4 separate regions of the Mus musculus genome follow, and all the other regions are linked to region 4. A link is a contact called in public HiChIP or PLAC-seq, Micro-C and promoter capture Hi-C data. All regions are on one chromosome and are shown on one strand. The core of a region is the stretch at or near the end of the contact, and the rest is flanking DNA. Distances in the headings are between cores, read along the strand shown.

The links. Promoter capture Hi-C pulls out the DNA fragments that hold promoters and counts their contacts. Hi-C and Micro-C count contacts between places; a contact is called where the count stands out from the background. HiChIP or PLAC-seq counts read pairs in DNA pulled down with a chosen protein or histone mark.
Region 1: a contact with region 4 is called in a promoter capture Hi-C map of liver, with 2.9 times the contacts expected there. The contact joins the enhancer-like site here to the promoter of Yes1 in region 4. A contact is called at or near these places in 9 of 39 promoter capture datasets (the 3T3-L1 cell line, the C10 cell line, the SN4741 cell line and 6 more) and 1 of 115 datasets of contacts at active chromatin or transcription factors (acute myeloid leukemia).
Region 2: a contact with region 4 is called in an H3K27ac HiChIP or PLAC-seq map of embryonic stem cells, with 6 times the contacts expected there. The contact joins the promoter of Mrpl33 here to the promoter of Yes1 in region 4. A contact is called at or near these places in 6 of 39 promoter capture datasets (the 3T3-L1 cell line, cranial neural crest, embryonic stem cells and 3 more), 9 of 115 datasets of contacts at active chromatin or transcription factors (embryonic forebrain, embryonic stem cells, extraembryonic endoderm stem cells and 1 more) and 2 of 9 other capture datasets (liver and macrophages).
Region 3: a contact with region 4 is called in a Micro-C map of embryonic stem cells, with 5 times the contacts expected there. The contact joins the promoter of Ctbp1 here to the promoter of Yes1 in region 4. A contact is called at or near these places in 2 of 39 promoter capture datasets (cranial neural crest and liver), 1 of 484 Hi-C or Micro-C datasets (embryonic stem cells) and 2 of 115 datasets of contacts at active chromatin or transcription factors (bone marrow-derived macrophages and extraembryonic endoderm stem cells).

Annotation. Positions count from the first base shown.
Region 1 is chr5:31,714,348-31,717,047 of GRCm38.p6, reverse strand. The region is part of intron 2 of Babam2 (BRISC and BRCA1 A complex member 2); the gene reads right to left. Among named protein-coding and RNA genes, the nearest start is that of Babam2, 18 kb to the right of the region's middle. Within about 2 kb of position 1,332, at least 38 of the 459 cell types and tissues checked have an H3K27ac peak or open chromatin away from gene starts, as enhancers often do. A contact at or near this core is called in liver, where this site is marked.
Region 2 is chr5:31,612,622-31,615,321 of GRCm38.p6, reverse strand. It overlaps Mrpl33 (mitochondrial ribosomal protein L33), which reads right to left and starts at 1,371. Exons shown (of 4, transcript NM_025796.3): 1 at 1,300-1,371; 2 at 701-719. The coding sequence starts at 1,321. All of the region lies in intron 2 of Gm38424 (a long non-coding RNA gene), which reads right to left.
Region 3 is chr5:33,273,640-33,276,339 of GRCm38.p6, reverse strand. It overlaps Ctbp1 (C-terminal binding protein 1), which reads left to right and starts at 1,336. Exons shown (of 10, transcript NM_001198861.1): 1 at 1,336-1,561.
Region 4 is chr5:32,609,902-32,612,601 of GRCm38.p6, reverse strand. It overlaps Yes1 (YES proto-oncogene 1, Src family tyrosine kinase), which reads right to left and starts at 1,431. Exons shown (of 12, transcript NM_001205132.1): 1 at 1,227-1,431. It overlaps Gm10461 (collagen alpha-1(II) chain), which reads left to right. Exons shown (of 2, transcript XM_030254958.1): 2 at 550-2,700. The coding sequence ends at 1,378.

The sequences.
Region 1 (2,700 bases), core at 83-2,582, 900 kb after region 4:
ATTCATGGGACTATAAGTCACCAAAAGAATTCTAAAGATAGTATAGAATAGGATGGGACCTCCCCTCTACATGCCAGGATATGGTCTGGCCCCAAGATTAAAAATAACAACAATCATAAAGTAACAGCCTGTGGCACCTGGAACTCATGCTTGAAACCTATTATCCCTTCAGTTCCGATAATCTGTCTAGACTTACAATTTTCCACCTGCACTATACAACTTTCCTAATTTACAAATTTCTTTACTTTATTATAGAAGTATGTACAAATATATATTTATATATGCATATATATAAAACATTTTTTAAAACTTAACAATGATAAGTCCAAAAGGTATTTTTTTATCTCAGAAAAATATACTAAGGAAAATAAAATATGCAGTGCTATGTTCTGACATCATGGTACTGATAAACCATTACCCCCAAACCAGGTACCATAATGTTATGTTATAAGAAATAATTCTGCAATGCTAATAATACCTATATCATACCTTTAGCTAATACTTGCAATATCTTTTATGCTTTCTATTTAGAAAGTTGTATAATGAAAACTGGTAATTAAGATCAAAATGTAAACAACAGCATACATAAACTTATTTGATTTCTCCCTTAGTTCCAACAATAAAACTCAATTCCTTGCCCAATACTGCTTAATGTTTAGACATCTACAAATTTTTGTCAAATTACCCATTGCTCAGATTTAGCCCAAATGCAGTAAACTGTTGCCTAAAAAACTTTTTTTTAGCCAGCTACTTTTTCTGGGACATTTCTTTTTTACATTTCCTTTAGCGGGGCATGTGGTCAGAGGACCACTTGAGGGGGTCAGATCTCTCCTTTCATCAGGTGGGTAAACTCAGGCCCTCGGGTTTGATGGCCGGTTCCTCAGTGGGGAGCACTGAGCCAGCTCCCCAGCCCACTCTGAAGTCATCCTATTTGAATTTTAACCAGTTACTAGGTTTTCTTTAAGTGTCCATACCAATACAGGCCTCCTAAATGGAGATGGTGAAAAACAGTCAACAGTGCATCACATTAGTGATTTCTTGGCCAATTTTTTCTTGGAAAAAAAGGACATGGCATTTGGTAGAGAAGACCTGGGCTCCAGTCCAGGCCTCGACCACTTATCAGCTAAGTAACCTTCAAAGAGTTTCATAACCTCTTGGAGACTTACGTCCTCCTGTGTTTAAATGTTTTAAAGAGGGGGATTAAGATTCTACAGAGATTTACTGGGAGCAAAAATCAGCCTAAGGAAAAGAGATTTATGCTACTCATAGCACTAAATTCTCTTCATGGAAAAAACCACAGTCACTAACAACTGAGCGCTCACTGCTGGCCTTGGTCAGCATCTGCTGCCAACTCATAGTAAAATTAATGTTCTTGCCATGGGTGTTCCTCACAGCTCATCATTCCTTTAACATAAAGTGTGTGTTCCTGTATGGACTCCCGGTGTCCAATGCCAAAGGCTTTCCTTTGAGCTTCAGGACTCCCCTAGACTATTTCTTCTACCCAAAACTTCCTCTTCTACTGTCTTTTAATTCCCACAGCAGAATATGCTTGTTTTAAACATACTCATTTTTGCTCTACAAACTATACAAAAAAATGTTTTCACTGTAAAAAAATATATAATAAAAATGAAACTCCAATTACCCCCTCTCTTCCTTTCTAGACTTAACTACTGTGATGAAACTTAATATGTATCTTTCTTAATAAGCTTTCTCCGTGCACTCAGACATACATATGAAAACATATACACTTACACATATATAAGAGAGAACTTTTCTACAAAGACACAATTATTCTGTCTTTTATTCTATAGACTGGCTCTGCCTTCTTGGCATTCAGATACAATCAACAGTATTTTAGCTTGAGTCTTTGGAAACCTGGACAGTACATACAAGTCGTTGGTATGAAGTTATTGCAATCAGAACACAGTTTCCAAGAGCATCAACAACTACTTACTGAGTAACTACTTTGTGCCAGTTAAAGGTGTGCAGTGTAAAACAAAACAGGCATCGTCCCCGGGGGGGCTAAAAGTCTTCAATAAAAACAACACTAACAGCAGGTACGATGGCTCACACCTGTAATACTAGCTCTCAAGAGACTAAAACAGCACGGTTTGTGTGAGTCTGGAACCAACCTGGGCTACATAATGAAATTCTCTCAACATTCCCACAAGAAGGCAATCAGGCAGGAAGGCAGGAGACGAAATGAAAGAAGTAACTAGAACTCATCCTGAGGATGCAATCCAAGGCATACACATCCCACACATCCCAGTGGAAACCCTCAGCATCATTTTTTTATTGTTATCTGAAGCTTTAATATAATATTTTTTCGTTCTTTGAGAATTTTATAAAATGTTCTTTTGATCATATTCACTTCCTGCTCTTCTCCCTATCCCCTCAACCCCTTGACCCTACTCCCAACTTCCCGTCATCTTCATTTAAGTCCACTGAGTATAAATTGTGCCATCCATATAGTCACAGGTATGAAGCCATCCACTGAAGCATGGTTGGCTCACCAAGGGCCACATCCTTAAAGGAAACTGACTATCTCACACCCAGAAGCCACCATGTCAATAGTTCCTTAGTTAGAAAAGAAAGGCTCAAGAGCTGTTTCCTCTCCACGCTAGAATATTCGTCGGCTTAATGTCTTGCTGATCTTATACAAGTAACCACAGCTATTGTAAGTTCCTAAGCACAGAGGCC
Region 2 (2,700 bases), core at 122-2,621, 1.0 Mb after region 4:
CCTCCTAGGGCTGAAATTATGGAACAGATGGACTGGCCCATAGGCAAGGCACAGGTCTAGCCTCTCAGTTCCAGCTGCCTAACGCTTAGCTCTGCAATCTTTCTAGTGCTTGGACTGACTTCTATAAACAGGCTCTAGGTTTCCATCAAATCAGAGCTCATCTGTAGATTCCTGCAGAAGACTCAGGCAAATGGCTCTGGTTAGGTAGAGCCAAACAGATCACCAGCCTGATGCTTGCTTTAGGAGCAAAGCAATGAACTAATAGATTCTGAGGTGAGACCAGAAGCAAAGTTCCTTTACACAAAGGCTGTGAATACTCCCTGGGACAGAAGGGAGACAGCACAGTCCTCAACTTACATCCTCAGTTTACCCAGTGCAAATGCACTGCTTTGCAAGAGGCCACATTTCCCACTGTGCTCTCTTCCCCAGTTAGTAACGGGTACCTCGGCTTCCTACCAGCCACAAAGGGAAGAGGAAGCAGGGTTGCTAAGCGACATGATCTGTGGTTTTGGTATATCAGATGCATTCTCAGCTTATGTATCTGCAACCCAGGATCGAACTGTCAATGGTAGCACCATCAAAGGACTTTTCCCCCAAGGTGCTCACATCAACAAAATAATTAACCAAATAAATAACCCCAGATCAACTCTTGGGAGATCAAACCCAAACACTGGGCCAATAAAACAAAAACCTTACTTACTTTGACTTGCTCTTGGCAACTTGTGTGTGTAAAGGTTGGAAGAAAGAAAAAAGATAAGGTTGTTATTTTTTTCATTCGAAGTGCTTATCAACATTAGTTGTAACCAAAAACACTTTAAAAGTATTCCCCACTTTACACTAAAATAACTTTTTCCTGGTGTGAGTCTGGCCCACACAATTATGAATGTTTTGTTGTTGTTGTTGTCTTGGTATAATCAACAGTTGTCTGCCATCTTAACATCGTTCTAAGTAATATCTGCTCTATCCCCACCCTTCTATAGTGTAAATATTTGTACTGCAACACAGCTCTTGTTTGAACTTTACAGACTGCAGCAAAGTCGCCTGAGATGCTAACTCTAATCAGGATGTCAGCCAGGAGCCAGGCAGCGGGGTAATACCACAGCGGCCAGTAGACATTCTTCGGACACCCCTGCAGAGGGCGACGGGGCTCCCGCCGCCTTCTCACCAGACCCGGAGGCGCGCCGCGGGGTGGCAGCCGCCGCGCCAGGTCCTCCACCCCTCCGGGCTCCACCTCGGGACCTGCGGGTCACCGCCTCGGCTCCACGCCGCAGGCCCTGCCGCCGCCTCAGACCGACTTACAAGAGACAGCGGAGAGCAGCATGGTCCACCGATTCTCACCGAGACCCGCCTAAAGAGCTCAACGACTACTTCCGGGGCATGCGCGGGTTCCGGTAGAAGGCTCAGGAAGTGGACAGAAGCCACGCCCTCCCCTGAAGTTCGGGCAGTCTCTGACTCAGTGATTTATTGGTAGTGAATTTTGTGGTATTATGGGAAGGACCCCCCCTCCATACAAAAGATAATACTGCCAAATATCACAATACCCAGATCTGCCTGGCTCCAAAACATGTAGCCTTTCCCAAGAGACACTGATCTATCTTTTTTTTTTTTTAATTTTATTATATATTTTCTTTATATACATTTCAAATGCTAGCCCGAAAGTTCCCTATATGCTCCCCTACCCACCCTGTACTGGGGCATATAAAGTTTGCAATACCAAGGGGCCTCTCTTCCCAGTGATGGCCGACTAGGCCATCTTCTGATACATATGCAGCTAGAGATACGAGCTCTGGGGGTACTGGTTAGTTCATAGTGTTGTTCCACCTATAGGGTTGCAGACCCCTTCAGCTCCTTGGGTGCTTTCTCTAGCTTCTCCATTGGGGGCCCTATGTTCCATCTTATAGATGACTATGAGCATCCACTTCTGTATTTGCCAGGCACTGGCATAGCCTCATACGAGACAGCTATACCAGGGTCCCTTCAGCAAAATCTTTCTGGCATATGCAATAGTGTCTGGGTTTGATGGCTGATTATGGGATGGATCCCCGGGTGGGGTAGTCTCTGGATATTGTACTCTGATCTACCATTTGCCCAGCAATATTTTTATGCCTGTGCAAGAAGTCCTAACTCCACCACCAGGGACCTCACTGGTAACTTCATCTCCCAATTAATAATCAGGATTTTATTATTTTTGCTGTTGTTTTGCTTAATTTGTGTGTTTATAATGACTCTCCCTATATTATAATTTATTTTTACGCCTGAGTGTTTTGCTTGCTTGTATATTTGTGTACCACTTGTGTGCCTGGTACCTGAGAAGTTTAGCATCATGCTTCAAATCTGGAACCAGAGTGTTATGATAGTTGTGAGCCACCATGTGGGTACTGGAAAGCAAACCCTACTCCCATACAAGAGCAACAAATATTCATAGTGGCTAAGCAATCCTCTCTGGCCTGTTGTTGTTGTTGTTGTTGTTGTTGTTGTTGTTGTTGTTGTTGTCTTAAGTGATCTTCTCAGCAATGCTGTATTTCCATTTCCATGTGAGGAATCCAAGGATAAGAATAACTAACTTGGCCAAGGCTGTTCCAGTTATTAGTGGAAAGTCTAGGTCTTGAATCCAAATCTTCAAAATCTGGAGGTCATATTTTAAATTTTCAAATATGGCAGGCATGTACTTAGTGCTAGTCTAGCTAAATCAGAGAGTTC
Region 3 (2,700 bases), core at 87-2,586, 660 kb before region 4:
TTTTCTTTTTTTTTTTTCCATTTTTTTATTAGGTATTTAGCACATTTACATTTCCAATGCTATACCAAAAGTCCCCAATACCCACACCCCCCCCACTCTCCTACCCACCCACTCCCCCTTTTTGGCCCTGGCGTTCCCCTGTACTGGGGCATATAAAGTTTGCAAGTCCAATGTGCCTCTTTCAAGTGATGGCCTATTAGGCCATCTTTTGAGCCCTAAGGGTTTTTATACAAGCCCTGATATAATCCCTCACAAGGATGGAGTGATGTGGTGGTCCTAGTCACAATGTGCAAGAAAAAGTGGGAATTTGGGCAGCCTGAGAAGGAATAGGAGGTGTCACTCTGCCATGGAGTTGCTATGTTAGGATGGAACAACTGGGAGGAGCCCTTTGGATGGATCTGTAGGGAGTCACCTGCAGCTCGAGAAAACTGGAACAGACCAGGAGAGACAGTCCAGGATAGGGGTGGGGATTAAGGGAAAGTGTACATCTGCTGGCTTTCCCCCCTAGCCCTCAGTCTATTTAGGAAATACTGTAGCAGGTTTGAGACTCCACCTGTTAGATCTTTTTCTCCATCCATGTCTGCCAATAGATGGAATTGGAAGGTATTTTCAAAGCATTTTTTCTGTAAACAGATGCCCAGGCCCTTGTCATCCCTCATTGATACTGCCCACCTTTCTCAAAGATTTGATTTTCAAAACTCGTAACCATATGGCCTTCAGCATCCTTCAGTTTGGACTGTTCCCGTGATGTTATTATTATTATTATTATTAATTATTATTATTATTTTATTTTATTTTATTTTTTTTTATTTTTATTTTTTTTAACAGCTAAGCGGTATCCCTCGCTACGCCTGTCTGACAGTCCCACCAACAGTCAGTCGCTTACTCTGGGGTGGCCAGCGGGCATCTGTCCCTGCGCACAGATCACTTTCCCTGGCTGGGGCGCTGTCCAGCTCCTGGGTCCTGGGTCCGCGGCCCCAGCTCTAGCGCACAAGGGGCCGAGTGAACCGCTCTCGCTGTCCTCTTGAGGCCCCGGCGACTAGACTGGTAGCGCCCCACGCGGATGGGCTGCTTCACCACTCAGGCTCCGGCCCAGGTCACCGCGCCAAGGAGTGGCAGGGGCGCAGTCCGGGGTACGCGCAGGGGAGGGGAGGCCGGGGGCGGGTACAGCTGGGGGCGTGTCCAGGAAGGGAATCCAGCCTGGGAGGGGCGCTGGGGGTGGGGGCCGAGCGTCGGGCCGGCGGGCAGCTGGGCCCCTGAGCCGCCCGCGTACGTCCAGCGCGCCGCCTTGCCTGCAAACAGCAGACCAACCGAGGCCACGCCCGCGCGCGCGCGCCGCGTGTCCCCGCCCGCTCGTCGGTCGGAGCGCGGCTGGCGGCGCGGTGGCGGCTCGGCACGGCGGTGGCCGGGCGCAGGCGGCCGGGCGGAGTAGCAGACTGCGCCGAAGCCGCCCCAGGCGCAGGGCTCGCGGCGGCGGAGAGCGCCGGACTCATCGGGGCCCGCGGCCACCCGCACCTTTCAATGGGCAGCTCCCACTTGCTCAACAAGGGCCTGCCGCTGGGTAAGGCCGCGCGCGCGCATTTCCGGCTGCGGGCGGGGGGTGGAGGGGCGGGGGCGGGGCGGCCGGGCGCGCGCGGCGCTGGCTTTGTGTGCGAGTGCGCGTGCGCGCTCGCTGCGCGCGCGCCTGGTTGGGGGGGAGAAACCCAGGAGGCCAACGGGTGATGCGCATGCGCGAACTGCTGCACGCGCGTGCGCGTCCCTATTTTCCGATGCCCGCTCGCGACCCGCGCAGGTGACAAAGGGGCCTGTGGTGGTGCGACCCAGACTGTGACCGAGCCGGGCCTGTCTTCCTGGCCCGGGGTCCCGCGAGGATCCTTCTCGTGGACACCCAGCCGGGACCTAGGTGTTCCCGGAGTGACGAGCCTGCGGATTCCGCATGGGCCTCGGGTCGGCAGATCCGGGAGCGGGTAGTCTCTAGAGGTGGCGCTGAGGGAACATGGGTGGCCTACATGCCTATCACCCCTCTGGTCGACTTAGTGATGCTCAGCTTGGCACCTGGATTTGGACCACTTACGTTTTTTTTTATTCATTTATGAAAGTCCTTAAGCCACAGGGGTCCTGCCTGTGGAGGGCAGTCCTTCCTTGGCTGCGTTCCCTGGCCGCGTAGCCTGGCGCACGCGCAGCGAAGACGACCCCACCTTCGGGCGGGGCAGCCGAGAGGTTTCGGATTAGGGAGGAGCCTTTTGCCCACCGTCCAAGTGCCCTACAGTGTCCCTCTCTTTGGCGCTTCCACTTTAATGACCACACGGCTTGACCCCCAGCTCTGTTCTCACAAGGGCACTGCCTTCTTCCTTATAGCCTGAAAGCTGGCAGGGGATGAATCCTCGCAGCGTGTGCTGCCAGCAGGAAATAAGGAACTGTAGGCAGGAGGGAAAAAGGGAGGCGCCCTGTGATGGCCCACTATACCTCTTATCACACAAGGCCATTTTGCAGATCCTGTCAGTTTGTTTCAGGGTGTGGCGGGGTAAGGCCCTCCAGGCCTGCCTTCATCCTGGACTGGTGGTGGGTACTCCTCCCCTACACTGCACCTCTTCAGAGCTGAACTCCCTGGAGGCTCATGTGTATACACACACACACACACACACACACACACACACTTTTGTAGGAAGAGGCTCTGCACCCAAACCAGCAGGGTTATAG
Region 4 (2,700 bases), core at 182-2,681:
GGAAAAAATTCCTGAAGAACAACTTTCCTACAGTTGTATTCTCTCTCATATATGTTGCATATAAGAACTTTGGCTTTTAATTTAACACTCCCTATCTGCCCACTCAAAATGTTTCTAGTCCACACCATTGTGCTGGTTAATAGAGGTAGCACACATTTGGCCTTAAATTGAGTCACACATGCACACTTAATAACATTTTCATTAGTGAGTAATTTAAATTTAGAAATTTAACAGGATGTTTAAACTCACTTTCAATTGCCAATTTTGGTCAGTAATTTTACACGAAATACATGAATATACCATACCGAAATATCCTGTGAAATCACATGTAAAAAACACAGCTGTGGAACACACAAGAGAGGTACAAAGTTATGTTTCAACTGCATACTTTTCGTTTATTTACTTTGATAACTGTCATTTCCACTGCTGTTCCAATCACTTATGCAAAGAATAACTACATCAAAACTACGCTATGCCCCATTCACAATCCCTATACCAGAAACGATATTCCCACTTTTTAAAAACAACTCTTTCTCAAGCCCAATAAAGCAAAAGCTGGAAGCAATTATCAAGAAGCAAAACACAAACAAAATTTTCGTTGACACAGGAGGACAGAGAACCGAACTCACGGGGAGGCGGAGTGGCAAGGCACTTAAAAGTGGCCGCTGATTGTAACACGTCCCAACACCCTCAAACCCAAACAAAGGAAAACTTTATAAACAGGTCGTGGTTTGCAATCAAACCAAGTACAACCCGCCGCTCACCCGCTCGCTCCACGAGTTCCACTCCTCGCTCCAGACAGTTGCTGCGGGCGTCCGGCGACACAGACCTCCAGCCGCTAGGACGAGAAGGGGCCGCTGCCCTACCCTCTGGTCCTCATTCGGGAGTGACCCCACGTCCTTTGGGGTGGAGGGTGCAGCGGCGGCACCACATAGGCTGGACCACTATCCGGACTCCCGCAGAATCGGGAAGTACTGGACAGGGCGGAGACCGAGGCACTGGGCAAGCAGGTAGTGAGCCCAGGAGACGAGACACTCACGCCCGCCAGCCAGACCGCGGGAGGGGAGAAGTTTCTCCTCAACTTCCAGACTCCGGGACCAGTAGGCGGACAGCGGCAGGGGCGGCGGCGCCTCGAGAAGCCCGGGAGCAGGAGGGTGGATGCCGAGGCCTAGAGCTGCCCGGTCCGGGTCAGCTGCCTACGTCGCGAGGCCACGCCGCGAGCTTACCTGAGTCCGGCCGCACTCGCACGGGTCGCCGCGGGGAGAAGGCGGCCGGCCGAGGTGGACGCCCGCGGGTCCCTCTCCCTTCTCCACCTCCAGGTCGCGGGGCGCCAGGAGGCAGCGACGGCGGCGCAGCCGGCCCGGGACGCTTTACTTGAGGAGGAGGGAACTCCCGGACGCCCGCACCCCGCGGCCTCCCTCTCTCCTCCTCTCGCCGCCGGCCCCGCCCCTCCGCTCCGGATCGCGCGCGGGGCGGGGGTTGCGGCTACCTGCGCGCGCCCGCTCACCGGAACTCGCGCTCTGCTGTCTGCTGGGAGCGCCTTCCGGCGCGGGAGCTCTGCGCGGGGTCCGCGGGCCGCTGGGAGGCCCGGCCGTGTCGTGCCTGCCGGCCCAACATGGCGCCAGGGGTCAGGCGTGCTCCCGAGGGGGCGTGAGGAGAAAGCAGCAGCGGCATGTGGTTCCCTGCCTTGCCCGCACGCCGACTACCGCAACGGGCGAAGCGGGGCTCCGCCTGGCTCACCGAAACACTGAGGGGTGTGGGGCTTTGTTTTCGGAGGGTGATCGGGGTTGGGGTTCTTTGGAGAAAGGTTGACTGTTCATTTCTCAGCTTTGTGCCTCCGCACCCTTTGTCACTGATAGTAAAATCACAGTCGAACCGCGTGAGCCATCAGGGCAGTGCTGACACCTTGGTTCTCGTCTGGCCGCAGAAGCTTCCTGTTGACTGTAGGTCGAACCAGCCTTGCCGCGCGAGTAGAACCGAACCTGAGTTGTGTTGGCAATTCTCCCAGGAATGGTGGCTCTCACTTAGAGTGGGACAGCATTGTATTTGATCCTCGTAATAGGGAACCCGGACAGGCACTGTGACTCTTCTTGACAGCTATGAAAGCTGACGTTTGGGCCCCTTGAAGTGAAGAAGTCAAGATGAAAGGTTTTTTGTTTGTTTTCCCTCCGAAGGCCTTGCATCGTTTTTTCTGCTTGCCTTGTAGAAAAAGGAAGGGTTTAGGAGGAACTGAGGTACAAGATTGAGAGGGTCAAAAGACAATCTAGAAGTACTCCTGCTAAAGGCACGTCTGCCTTATCACACTCTTAATTTCCCTTTTGTATTTCCTCTTTGGTGGGGTTATTCGAAGTATTAATGTGGGACTGTTGGTTTCCTTTGTGGTTTTCAGAGAAATTCAGCATCATCTTTGACATATCAACTCCGTCAGTAGTCTGGTACTTTAGCAACTTAAATGCACACAGCTTTAAAAAGTTTCTTCAGAGAAAGGAATGGGAATCCACATGAACAACTATGTGTGATGTAGCGCGGTGCTTTATTTTGCCATTGACTGGTGCATTAAGGGGTTTTTTTGTTTTGTTTTGTTTTTTTTTTTTTTTTGTTTTTTTGTTTTTTTGTTTTTCTCTGTATAGCTCTGGCTGTCCTGGAACCCACTTTGTAGACCAGGCTGGCCTCGAACTCAGAAATCCCCCTGCCTCTGCC